Linked DNA regions of Mus musculus: all the other regions are linked to region 3. The links are chromatin contacts, called in public promoter capture Hi-C maps. All regions are on one chromosome and are shown on one strand. The core of a region is the stretch at or near the end of the contact, and the rest is flanking DNA. Distances in the headings are between cores, read along the strand shown.

What was found. Promoter capture Hi-C pulls out the DNA fragments that hold promoters and counts their contacts.
Region 1: a contact with region 3 is called in a promoter capture Hi-C map of liver, with 4 times the contacts expected there. The contact joins the promoter of Zfp382 here to the promoter of Dll3 in region 3. A contact is called at or near these places in 2 of 39 promoter capture datasets (both in liver) and 1 of 9 other capture datasets (liver).
Region 2: a promoter capture Hi-C map of liver shows a contact between it and region 3, with 5 times the contacts expected there. The contact joins the promoter of Zfp420 here to the promoter of Dll3 in region 3.

What each region holds. Positions count from the first base shown.
Region 1 is chr7:30,120,057-30,123,935 of GRCm38.p6, reverse strand. Zfp382 (zinc finger protein 382) reads right to left here and starts at 2,004. Exons shown (of 5, transcript NM_001081007.2): 1 at 1,860-2,004. The coding sequence starts at 1,902.
Region 2 is chr7:29,857,323-29,861,565 of GRCm38.p6, reverse strand. Zfp420 (zinc finger protein 420) reads right to left here and starts at 1,587. Exons shown (of 4, transcript NM_172740.2): 1 at 1,473-1,587; 2 at 498-550.
Region 3 is chr7:28,299,100-28,303,139 of GRCm38.p6, reverse strand. Dll3 (delta like canonical Notch ligand 3) reads left to right here and starts at 1,355. Exons shown (of 9, transcript NM_007866.2): 1 at 1,355-1,456; 2 at 1,575-1,856; 3 at 2,916-2,973; 4 at 4,005-4,040. The coding sequence starts at 1,394.

The DNA of each region.
Region 1 (3,879 bases), core at 755-3,254, 1.8 Mb before region 3:
CTCCTCCCCTTACTGACTTGCTTATATCACACTACTTAAGAAACATAGGGGCTGAGAGATGCTCAGTGGGTCAGAGCACTTGCTGCTTTTGCAGAGGACCCAGGTTCAGTTCCCAGCAACCAGACCGTAGCTCATAGACATTGGTGACTCCAGCACTAAGGGGGACACCCTCTTCTGACCTCCGTGGCTGCCGGGCACACACATGGTACAGTACATTTATACAGGCAAAACACATGCACATGAAAATAAATAAATCTTTAAAAAGGAAACATAATTATATATGCATACTACATAAGTATTACTTACATATGATATGCTTATATCATATGTAATATATGTTATAGTTACATATACATGCTATGTATACATAGCATATATAACGTATTATATATTATTAATAGTTATTTCAGGAGCTGCTGCGTAACACATTTTAGTACTATAGATATGGACACAGAAAACAAATGAATCACTCGGGATCCCATTTGGTTAAGTACAGTCTCCAGTGCTGACTGCAACAGTGAATATTCTGGTGTCATGGTTATTTTAATTACCAGGAATGAGACTGGTCTTAGAAGTAAAAGCGTACTTTTAAAAATAATTTTAGGAACAGAAAAATCCACTTCCACAGATGTGCAGAACGTGGTATTTATGTGTGGAAAGTGCTACTCTTCCTGCAGGCTCCCATGCAACACCTTTCATCTCAAAACTTCCTATTTACCATCCTGATCCCAGGTTATTGGCCTCACCACGGGGAATTATGAAAATCTTACCTATTCCATTCCAACATTAGTATCTTTATATTTGCTAAGTTACTACTTCAAATTTTTCTCAAGCAGGCTTGCTGGTACTAATCTGATAATCAAATAGTACATAACTTCCAGGCTTGGTGGTGCACACACCACACGGAATCCCAGCAGTTGGGAGGTTAAAGTAGGGGGAATCACTGCCAAGTTTTAGGCCACCCTGTGCTACGAGAGAGTTCAGAGGCAACTTGGTATAGATAATGAACCTGTCTAAAAAAAAAATTACACATACGTGATCGCACAGCATACCTCAACCATTTAAATATTAACGGTACTACAAGCCAGGTGGTGGAGGCACATGCCTTTAAATCACAGCGGGGGGGCGGGGGGCGGGGGGGCGAGGGGGCGGGGGGGGGCGGGGGGAGAGGGCAGAGGGCAGGGGGCAGGGGGCAGAGGGCAGAGGGCAGAGACAGGTGAATCTCTGAGTTTGAGACCAGCCTGGTCTGCAAAGCGATTTCCAGGACAGCCTGTCTCGGGGGAAAAAAATCCCCCCCCAAAAAAATACACACACAAAATTATGAGAAATTACAGAAGAACACACACGTGTGCTTAGTGATAACCTTTCAAACATCCTTCAGAAAAATCAACCTACTGCTTCACATGTCATTCACGAGGACAGAACATGATAGAATTCCAGGCAAAATCACTCACAATCACGTTCACAAATCACTTTCAATTCTCCAATCTCCTACAGGAGTCATACCCAATCTAAAAATAGACGCAGGCCGCTATAACCCTAAGCAAAATCCCGCCATCCAGCTTTCACATCCAAGAAGATCGCGATCACTTTATGGCTCTCCCTCCCGCCCCCAAATAATCAGGATGAGCTGAGGGAGCCAAACCACAACATGCTCCCCACATCCTCACACGCAACGCTCGTGATGCCCAGGGACCTGTTCCCAGCGACAGAGTGTCCTCGAGTTTAACACGAAAACTACCCCTTCGGGTCACCGGCAGTCATCCTCGGTGTCACGCCCACGGGCCACACCCGAGGCCCTGTGCAGCCGTTGAGTGTCCCGGTCCCGCTTCCTTAACCTTCTTCCTCCCCAAAATTACCAGGCCTGGCTCGGCCTCTCGGTTTCCTCCCCGGTCTTCCCATCTGGATTCGATCTCTCGGTCGCCCTCCAGATCCGGAGCATCCACTGCGGTCCTCAGCCTCTCCCAACGTCTCGAACCGCCCCGCCTCCGCTCAGCCGTCTACGCCTGCGCACTCACGCCGGGGGCTCGCTCTCCCAGGAGCCTCCGGGGCGGCCCGTTAGTTGCCGCGCGCGCCTCTCCCTCGCCCCGCGCTTGCACCAGCGTCCCCTTGGCTGGGGCGGGTGGGAGTCAGCTGCCTGCTACGGTCTGTGGCCGCGCGCGGGAGTGCATGGCTGCGTCAGTGTGGGGTGTGCCCACAGGGGAGCTCTGAGACTGATTCTGATTAGGTTTGGGTGATTGAACGCGGACCGAGCGGTTTGCGATCCCATACTGTGACCAATTGATCTTGTGACAGCACTGTGCTTTGATCCTATTGGGACCGACGCAGCCCCCACCCCCTTTGACTTCTGAGTTTGGTAGAATTTCATTTTGACCACCCTAGGCTGAGAATTATGTCTTGTAACTGTCGAAAAGCGCGAGGGGTGGCCTCTGTTGCATTCTTGTTCAGTCTGTACGCAATGTCTTTCCCAAGGGTAATTCAGAGAACGCATAAGGTTTCTCTTCCTCCGACAGGGAGGTGAGGGTAAAGGGATGGCAATGAAAAGTTCCATGATTTCTTGGAATGTGTGCTGAGGTTTCTGTCACTGCCTCTGTCGCCTCACCGGTGACATTGCCAGACTACACAGCGTGGAGTGACTTGGCTATTAAGGAGAAAGTTGGTATTTGAAACCTAGAACGACGATTCAGGTTTAAAAACCACACAGCCTTGTATGGAGATCTCACAATGGGAGTCGTCGTCGTCGTCCCCCCCCCCCCCAGATTGAAGTGCAAGCGAAGATAGGATATTGAAGTTCTAAGGATAGGATTCCAAAGATTGTTTTAGAAGTTATGTGTCATTAATAATTTTCCAAGGATTTATATCCAATATGATGCATTAATCAGTTATTCCATAGACGAAGCCACACCGATTGATTCTATTTTGGACCAAATACTGTTCCATCTGAAAGTGCTACTTAATCTCAATTGTATGATTTTCTTGTGAAGGAAAACCCTACTATCAAAAAGGTTATTGTATTGATGAAATGCGATTTTTAAAATGTACTAGACTTTGTAGCTGATTCGCTCTGTTCTTAGTGCAGGACTCTGTCAATTTTTCAACCCATTTCCTCACGTTGTTCAAAATAGATTTCTTTCCCAATACTTTAGGAAAAAAAAAATTGCTAAGGCTGGCCAGTGGTGGCACATGCCTTTAATCCCAACACTTGGGAGGCAGAGGCAGGTGGATTTCTGAGTTCGAGGCCAGCCTGGTCTACAGAGTGAGTTCCAGGACAGCCAAGGCTACACAGAGAAACCCTGTCTCAAAAAACCAAAAACAAACAAAACAAAACAAAAACAAAAAGTGCTTTAAATATATACAGGTTTTACTATGGTCACCCGTCCCCCCACCCCCACCCCCGATTTAGTAGTTTCACTGAGAAAAATATTTAATAACACAAGTTGTCCTAAATATTTAAACTTTTAACCCTATAAATATTGTTTGGCACCAAACTGCTATGCCCAAACATGAGGACCAGAGTTCAATCCTAGACCCACAGAGAAAGTTGTATATGACATGGTGCCTATAACCCCAGTGCTGGAAGGGCAGACAAGAATATCCCTGTGTTTCACTAACCAGCCAGCCTAGCTGAGTCTCCAAGATGCGGTGACAGACCCTGTCTCAAAACCCCAGGATGAACAGCTCCAGAAATGTGGCACCCAAGATTGCTTTCCAGCCTGCAGTCTAAGTCTCTCTCTCTCTCTCTCTCTCTCTCTCTCTCTCTCCCCCTCCCTCCCTCCCTCCCTCCCTCCCTCTCTCTCCTCTCCTCTCCTCTCCTCTCCTCTCCTTTTCTCTTTTGTTTTGAGATGGATCAGTCTCACTATTGTAGCTCTAGCTGGCCTG
Region 2 (4,243 bases), core at 338-2,837, 1.6 Mb before region 3:
CTGCAAAGAGAAACCCTGTCTCAAAAAGAAAACCAAACCAAACCAAAACCAAAACAAAAAACTGAAACAAAAGCTAAATTCTCCCAAAAGTTACATAAATAGTACAAGAATGCTCTTTCTTTTAATTTGAGCATCAAATCCATTCTTTATAAATGTATCCAGTATTGGAAAACATCTATTACAAATTACACATTTTCATTACTCTCAAAATATAAACATCAAATGCCATTGAGTTAATGCATGCCTTTAACCCAGAACTTGGAAGGAAGAGGACGATGGGTCTTTATGATTTCAAGGCCAGTGTGTACTACATAAAGAGGTTCAAACCAGGCAGAGACCTGCCTCAAAAATAAGTAAATAGGAATAAATAAATTGCCTTGTTCCTCCATTATAAGAGAAGACTTGGGTAGGAGACAGTCACAAAAACAACAATAAAGTAAAACAAAGATCGTTTTCTGACATGATAAAGGCTGTTGAGGAGACAAATATCTGCTTACCTCAAACTTCCCTTCTAGATGGACAATGGCCATTTTTCCTCTTCTGTGTTGTACTTTGAGAATAAAAAAGTTAAATGAGATGCTATGTTGTTCTTGCCATATACTCTGAATTAGAGACAACCTCTTCCTCCGTCCCCACAGAGGGGTTAAGTCTTTACATTCTGGGAGTAATTGGGGAGAGACAAAGTCACAAGCAACTCAGGATCCTTTGGTAGATTCATGGTGGGGACCCCCCATGAATTCCAACAAAATTTCACCGTTGTACCCTACCACATCAGGGAAGGATCACAGGTAGAAACAAGAAAATTTCCACAGTCACATTGCTAGTGTCACAATTTACACTGTCAGAGCTACACCGTTGGAGCACTAACTCGTATATAGGACCCAAGCATGTACAATAACCAAACATTCTGTCAGGGACAAATACTGTCAGCGACATTCTTTTACAAGGGTGAACTTCTACTTTCTTTACAATCATGAGTACAGCACACAGCATCCTACAGTCACACACATACACACACGTACACACATAAACACACACGCATACATTCATACACACGCACTCACACAGTCACCCAAATGGGAGAACACTATAAAAGTCACAGGCGACGGAAACAAGCAATCGTAATCTCAGTGACACTATCACACATGTCTTCCGAGGCAAGCCAGTTATGCACAGGATACCAGGTACATCAACAACCTCAGAGTGACATAAACATCTAAATACCTCGCTATAACAGCACCGTTTCTCCACCATACACGTGGGCCGACACCATCAGTCCCAGAAACATCTCTAGTGAGATAAGCAACAATCACACACACCCTTGTGTGTCACAACTCATTCACACACAGCACGCCAACCACAAACCAAGGGTCGCAACAGGCTCCAAAAGCACAGGCTTGTGGCGTATACACGGGAGACACCGCCACCTAATGCCACAGACACGTCCTCCAGACGTTCCTCAGCACGCTCACCTCCGAGGGAAGCTCAGGGTCCCGCCTCCTGCGCCGGGCTCCACTACAGGCAGCCTGCTCTATGGGATGCTTAGGAGATCCTCCAGACACAACCCTCTCGTGACGCAAGTACCCCGAACTCTCGCCAGGAAACGGAAACGGCGTTCTGCTCCCGGTGGCTCTGGGAAATGTAGTCCAATGGCTGGGGCCAATGCCTGCCCCCCCCTCCCTCCCCTCCACCTTCTCTCTCACCCCTCCCTCTTTCCCTTCCACCTCTCCCCTCCCTTCCCCCTCTCTCCTTCCAAACCGCTCCTCTTTCCTCCCTCTCTCCCCCCAATCGCAATATTTGTGAGGTGATTTATACCTGTGGTAATGAGATTTTATACCACATGTGGGGTTGCTCAACAGAGATTCAGCCACTGTAGTTTGTTTGTGAAGGGTCACTACATATTTCTGGAATAATTGACTAGTTGCTCATGATGATCTGTGTTATCTTTCACCTGTATCCACTTCCAAACGACTTTCAAAGAACCCTTAAGTTTCCACTTCATTGGTTTGAAGGAGAATGGCCCCCACAGGCTCATATATTTGGATGTTGGTTCTCAGTTAGGAGATGTGGCCTTGTTGCAGGGGTGTACCTCTGTAGGTGGGCTTTGAGGGTTCAAGCCCAAGTGAGGCCTTAGAATCAGATGTGAGTTCTCACCTACTTGCTCTAGGGCAGAGCCTGCCTGATGCCATATTTCCTACCATGTTGACCACAGACTCACCCTCTGAAACTGTCTGCAAGCCTCTAATTAAAAGTGTTTTTTTCTTTTTTTCAGCCAGGCAGGGCTGACACACTCCTTTGATCCTAACACTTGGGAGGCAGAGGCCAGCAGATCTCTAAATTCAAGGCCAGTCTGGTCTACAGAGCAAGTTCTAGGAGAGCCAGGGCAATACAGAGAAACTCTGTCTTGAAAAAACAAAAGTATTTTTTCCTCCCAGAGGCAGAGTTAGGTGAATCTCTGAATTTGAGGCCAGTCTGGTCTATAGAACAAAGTCTAGGATACTCAGGGTTACACAGAAAGACTCTGTCTCTCTCATTCATATATATATATATATTTTTTTTTCCAGTAAGCTTGTATTTTTCAAAACCAACTTAAGTGTGCTTAAATGCTTTAACCTCCCTTCTAGCCTACCACCCACCAGAGGCAGTGGAAAGGAAAGGTTAATAGGGCAGAGGAGGATGTGGGCTGTTTAGAAATAGTTCTTTGGGGCAATCCCAGTCTTTGTTGTCAGGATAGCAGCAGGCAGTTCAATTCACAGGAATCAGCAGTGGTAGCTCGACTCACTTGTAAGCAATATTCACGAATCAGCCATAGCAGTGGCTTGCGTCCATCCAGAAGAAACCTCAAGGCTCTTCCAAATTGGCCAGAGTCCACAGAAGCAGCAAGAAGCCACTGGAATGCCACCGGAAGTTCTTTGGTGTGTTTCTCTCTACGAAATCACAACAAACGGTGACTAGCAAAGAATAGCAAGATGACCCACTGTCACCCAACACCTATGTCTGTTGGGTTATACTTATACCCTTTTCAAACATCACATGTTCTCTCAAGCATCTGCTAACAAAACATCACATGCCTTCTTTCCAAGTAGCTTCCAGAAAAACACCACGTGTCTGTTCTCAGCAAAACAACTTCCCACATGTCTGCTTCAGCACAACCATAAGACAGTTTCCAGAAAACTATCCATGTCACAAAGAGACCAGAACTTTCCACTTCATTTTCCTGTGTTGCCTTAGTCATGGGGTCTTCTCACAGCAATAGGAGAGTATCTAAGACAAATGCAGTGCCTACCTCGGGAAGGAACTGCTACAGGAATGGAGGCCAAAGGGAAGCTCAGCTTTACCTAGAATGTGGAGCAAGTTTTCTACAAGAAGAAGAAATCTACACATTATCTTGGTAATGAAAAATAAATAGTGAAGACACATTCAAAGTGGGCATTAAGAAGACTGTGTATAATGGCAAAATTTTCAGGATTTGACAAAATAAGAATTTGGCACACAGGTGAATATGGAAGAAATTGACTCTAATGCCAGGAAAGGAATGACAAGGATGAGAACAAGCAGGGAAAGAGGGAGGAGTCCTTCTTCCATGTCCTTAATGTAGGTTTCCAGGTGTGGCCCTAATTAGAGGCAGATCTTTCCACCCCAAAAGATCTGGATTAAAGGTGGGTCTTCCTACCTCAAAGGTCCAGATAAGAAGTAGACCCCCCTCATCAAATGATTTAATTAAGAAAAAAATCCCTCACAGGTGTGCTCGTTTTGGAGTTTTATTTAACTTGAGATGCAGTCAAGTTGTCAACTAAAATATCCATAATAGATGCTTGTAAAACAAATAAAACAATAACTATATTTAGAGACAATATTCAAGGCTTGTCACAATATAACATAATCACATTTTGTTCAAGAGACAGACAAACAAAACCTACCAAAGTCATATCATCCAAAAATTAATGCTCCAAGCTTGCCATCAACCATGATTGATATTACAGATAATAATAGACTTTTTGTTTTTAATTTTTTAAAATTTTGTTTAAGATGGGGTACGTTACATAGCTCAGTATATCCTGGAACTCACTTTGTAGACCAGATAAAGTCAAGTTGATAGCCAAAGATGGCCACTACAAGTTCATATCATATCTCCTTACATCATGCTTAATTTCAAAATAAAAAATAAGCAGGTTATAATTATGTCGAATAAAGCTATACCTTATACAATTGCAAATGCATTATAAATTTAAGATAGGTGGCA
Region 3 (4,040 bases), core at 106-2,605:
GAGTCTACAGTGAGAGGAAAAGCTCCTGGGATGGCTGGTCGGGCAGGCATGATCGTCCCAGGGCCTCAGCCTTTGCTGTTCACAATGTGTTTGCTCCAGGATCCTCCTCACACCCCAGGCCTTAGCAGGGGCTCTGTTTCTGTGCGTAACAAAGTCCTAAACAGCTAAGACTTTCAGAAATCCCTTAAAGTCTGCTTTATTTGTGATTCAGAGCTCTGGAAATACCACCTTGCCTCGTGGTGAAGCAAAACCAGGTGTGGTAGGGTTTTGTGGTATTTTCCTGTATTGGTTTTGAGAAAGGCTTTATGTCGTCTAGGCTGGCTTCTTTCTCTTGTTTGTCCTGCTTCTGCACTGCTGGGATTACAGGTCTGCCATGCCCACCCACGCCTCTTTTTCGACTAAACATTTAGTGGGACTATAGCCGTCTCCCCTCTACAAGACAAATGTGGATATAGGAGCAACTTATATTTTCCCTAAAATTACTAGCTCTGAGTATTAACTTAGTATTTACTGGGGGTGGGGAGTGGGTTTCCTCTGTTTCTGCAGCCTTGCTCACCGTCTGACTTCAGCACACTAGCCTGGGCACCTGCACCTAAATTGTTTTACTTGCCTGGATCCTGCGAAATCCCACCTCCTCGCCCCCCGGGGTGGGATGAGCAGCTCCATTCATCTGGGGTGGAGAGTGGGGCCCTGGTGCCCGAAGACTGAAGACTAATTTCCTGTCCGTTTGCCTCTCACACCTTCCTGAGCCCAAATGGGAGGCCCAGCTGCGGCCCAAGGGGGAGGGGCACGGCCGCCCGGCAGATGGCGACATTTACATACAGCTGGGAGGCCCCTCCAAGACCAGGATCCTAGCCTGGCGTCTGGTGGCGATACTGGCTTCGCGGAGGGGGGGCTTTGTTTTAAGAAGGGGAAACACACATGCATACACACGAGAGGTCTTCCACAAACACACAGGGGTCCACACAAAGAACTCAGGATTCTTCCTCACCGCCTCCTCTGTGGGGCTCCGAAACACAACCTCACACACAGCCGGCTGGAGACGCATTCACTGCACTCATGGGTTCATAGGGTCCTCCACAGCGGACAGGAGCTCACATAAGTACATACATGATAGAGAGGAATGCACCTGTATTTCCGTTCTCCCACTTCAGTACGCACAGTATCTTAGAAATTAACCCCTGCCGCTTTCAGATTGGCGCATGCAATCACACTCAGGATGAACCTCACCAAGTCGCCCACATAGAGTTACTGTATCCCTTTCCCTGGGACCCCTCTCGGCCGGTAGCTAAAAGACTGGCCTGAAGGGGCGGAGCGTCCCCTCAAATATAAGACTCCGGCATCCAGCAGCTGCGACTCCTGAGACTATTTCCCCATCCTGTCCCCCAAAGCAATGGTCTCTCTGCAGGTGTCTCCGCTTTCCCAGACGCTGATCCTGGCTTTTCTTCTTCCTCAGGTCAGATACAGAAAGGAAAGGAACAGATGGGGTTGGGCCGAGACCTGGAGGTCTTAGAGACTTTCATGGGGCACACAGATACCTAGGTCCCTTAACCTTGTGGCCCTCTCTGTCCCAGGCACTGCCAGCTGGTGTCTTCGAGCTACAAATTCATTCTTTCGGGCCAGGCCCAGGCCTCGGGACCCCACGCTCCCCCTGCAACGCCCGAGGCCCTTGCCGCCTCTTCTTCAGGGTCTGCCTGAAGCCCGGAGTCTCCCAGGAGGCCACCGAGTCCCTGTGCGCCCTGGGCGCAGCACTGAGCACGAGCGTCCCGGTCTATACGGAGCACCCCGGAGAGTCAGCGGCTGCCCTGCCGCTGCCTGATGGCCTCGTACGTGTGCCCTTCCGCGATGCTTGGCCGGTGAGTCCAACCTCCACCTCTTTCTGTCCCCCCCCAGCTCCCGACACCATCCCGTGCCCCAGAGCCTTTACTACCCCCTCCTCTCCGAAACCCACATTCCCAGACCCCCTCCGCTATTCTCTTCAGGGATGTCTTAAAACTGGGCTTCTCATCTTTTTGTGGTTGTGTGTGTGTGTGTGTGTGTGTGTGTGTGTGTGTGTGTGTGTGTGTGTGTTATACTCACGAATACGCTTTACAGCGATATGTGGACAATTTCAGTTCTGCCCTTTATTTACCATGTGGGACCCAGGGGGTTGGACTAAGGTTTTCAGTAAGTGTTTTTTACCCAGTGAATCCTCTTCTCATCCTGTTTTGTTGTTATTGTTTGTATTTTGTTTTGTATTTTTAGAGACAAGCCTGGCTGTCTCTGAGTTCACTATGTAGCTAAATCTGGTCGTGAGTTCCTGATCCTCCTGTCTTCACTCACTCCCATCTCCCAAGTGCTGGAGTTATGGGGTGCAATAGCAAGTCGAGTTGGGGTCTTTGTCTTTATTCTAGATCTCTTCTTTGGACCTGGGGCTCCTCTCAAGCACTTTCTTGAGGTCACCTAATCTCTCATGTTTCCAGCCTTAGTTCTTTTGGTTGGGACATCAGGTCACTTACTGAATCCTGGTCCCCATCCCTGTACCCTGCACATCTCAAAAAGAATCAGGGCCCGTATTTGAAATGTAGACATTGTTGGGAACTTTTTCCATATTTTATTTCCTCACCTGTAGATGGGAACACCTTAGTATGTCCTTTTGGACAGGGTCTTGCTAGATACCCCAAACTAACCTCATATTTGAAACCCTCCTATCTCAGCCTCCTGAGCGCTGGGATTACAGGTATGTGCAAACACACTTGGCACAATGGCGTATCCAGAATGAGACCAAAATGCTCCTGGCTCCCGGGGCAGCTCCTTCTGGGAATGCTCCGTAGCTCAGTCCCAGAGCTGGCTTCCAGACTCCGTGCTGTGTTCTGGAGGTCAGTGAGCTTCCCTGACCACCGGCTTCCTCTCTTCGTTCTTCTCTGTCCAACCAGGGCACCTTCTCCCTCGTCATTGAAACCTGGAGAGAGCAGCTGGGAGAGCATGCTGGAGGTGGGTGTCTCACGGGTAGGAAGGGGCAGTGTTGAGTTCAGGACTGATAATGGGCTGCCTCTAAAGTGGAGCATTCCTGCTGGGCTTGTGATGTCATCATAGCTCCTAGGATGTGGTGCTGGGCTAGTGGTTTTGGATCTGTGGGCAATCTGGGTATAAATATAATTCAAAATTCCTAATGGTAGCAATGTAAAGACCATGTCCTGAGAGAGGTTGAGCATCTCTGACCCCAAAATGAGACAAAGGGCTCCAAAATCCATTTATTGTATCTTATCTGTTGTAATAGAGAAGAACTCCCCATATGCTATGCAAGACTCCATCATTGAGCCTTGCTCCTAGTCCCTAGTAGATTCCTGGGACACTCTACTTCTGAGCCATCTCCTTGGCCTTGATTTTGTATTTGAAACAATGTCTCATGTAGCCCAAACTGTCTTCAAAATGCCCATTATAGGAATTATCCCCACTATGCTGCACCTAAAATTTAAGTCTTTTTCTTGAAACAGGGTGTCACATAATGTAGACAGGCCTTGAACTTGCTGTGTAGCCCAGGCTGTCCTTGAATTCACAGTTCTCCTGCCTCCGCCTCCCAAGTGCTGGCGTTGTGAGCATGAACCACCATTTTGAGGTTGGTTGTCTCTTTTTAGCTTTCTGGATAAGGCTCCTCCATTGGTACTAGGCCATCCATCTGGCTTAACTCTGCCCTTTGTGAGGCTTTTGCTGGGATTAGACATGAGTGGAGCCACTACGCATAAGACCTTGAGGGGGCGCTATGACTTCACTTTTGGAGATCCTGTCCGTAGCTATTGATGGCACAAGATGTTAGAAGTCTCCTATTTTAATATTCTAACAAATACAGGAGTTATCTTAGGAGTTAGTGTTATTTTAACACTAGATATGCCATGCAGGTCCCTAGGTGCATTAAGGGGAGGGCAGGCTTGCTAAGGAGGGCTTCTACTCTTCACCTAACCAGGAATTCCCAGGAGGGGTGGGGATGACCTGAATCTCAGTGCTCTACATCATTCTTTCCGCAGGGCCCGCCTGGAACCTGCTAGCACGTGTGGTCGGCC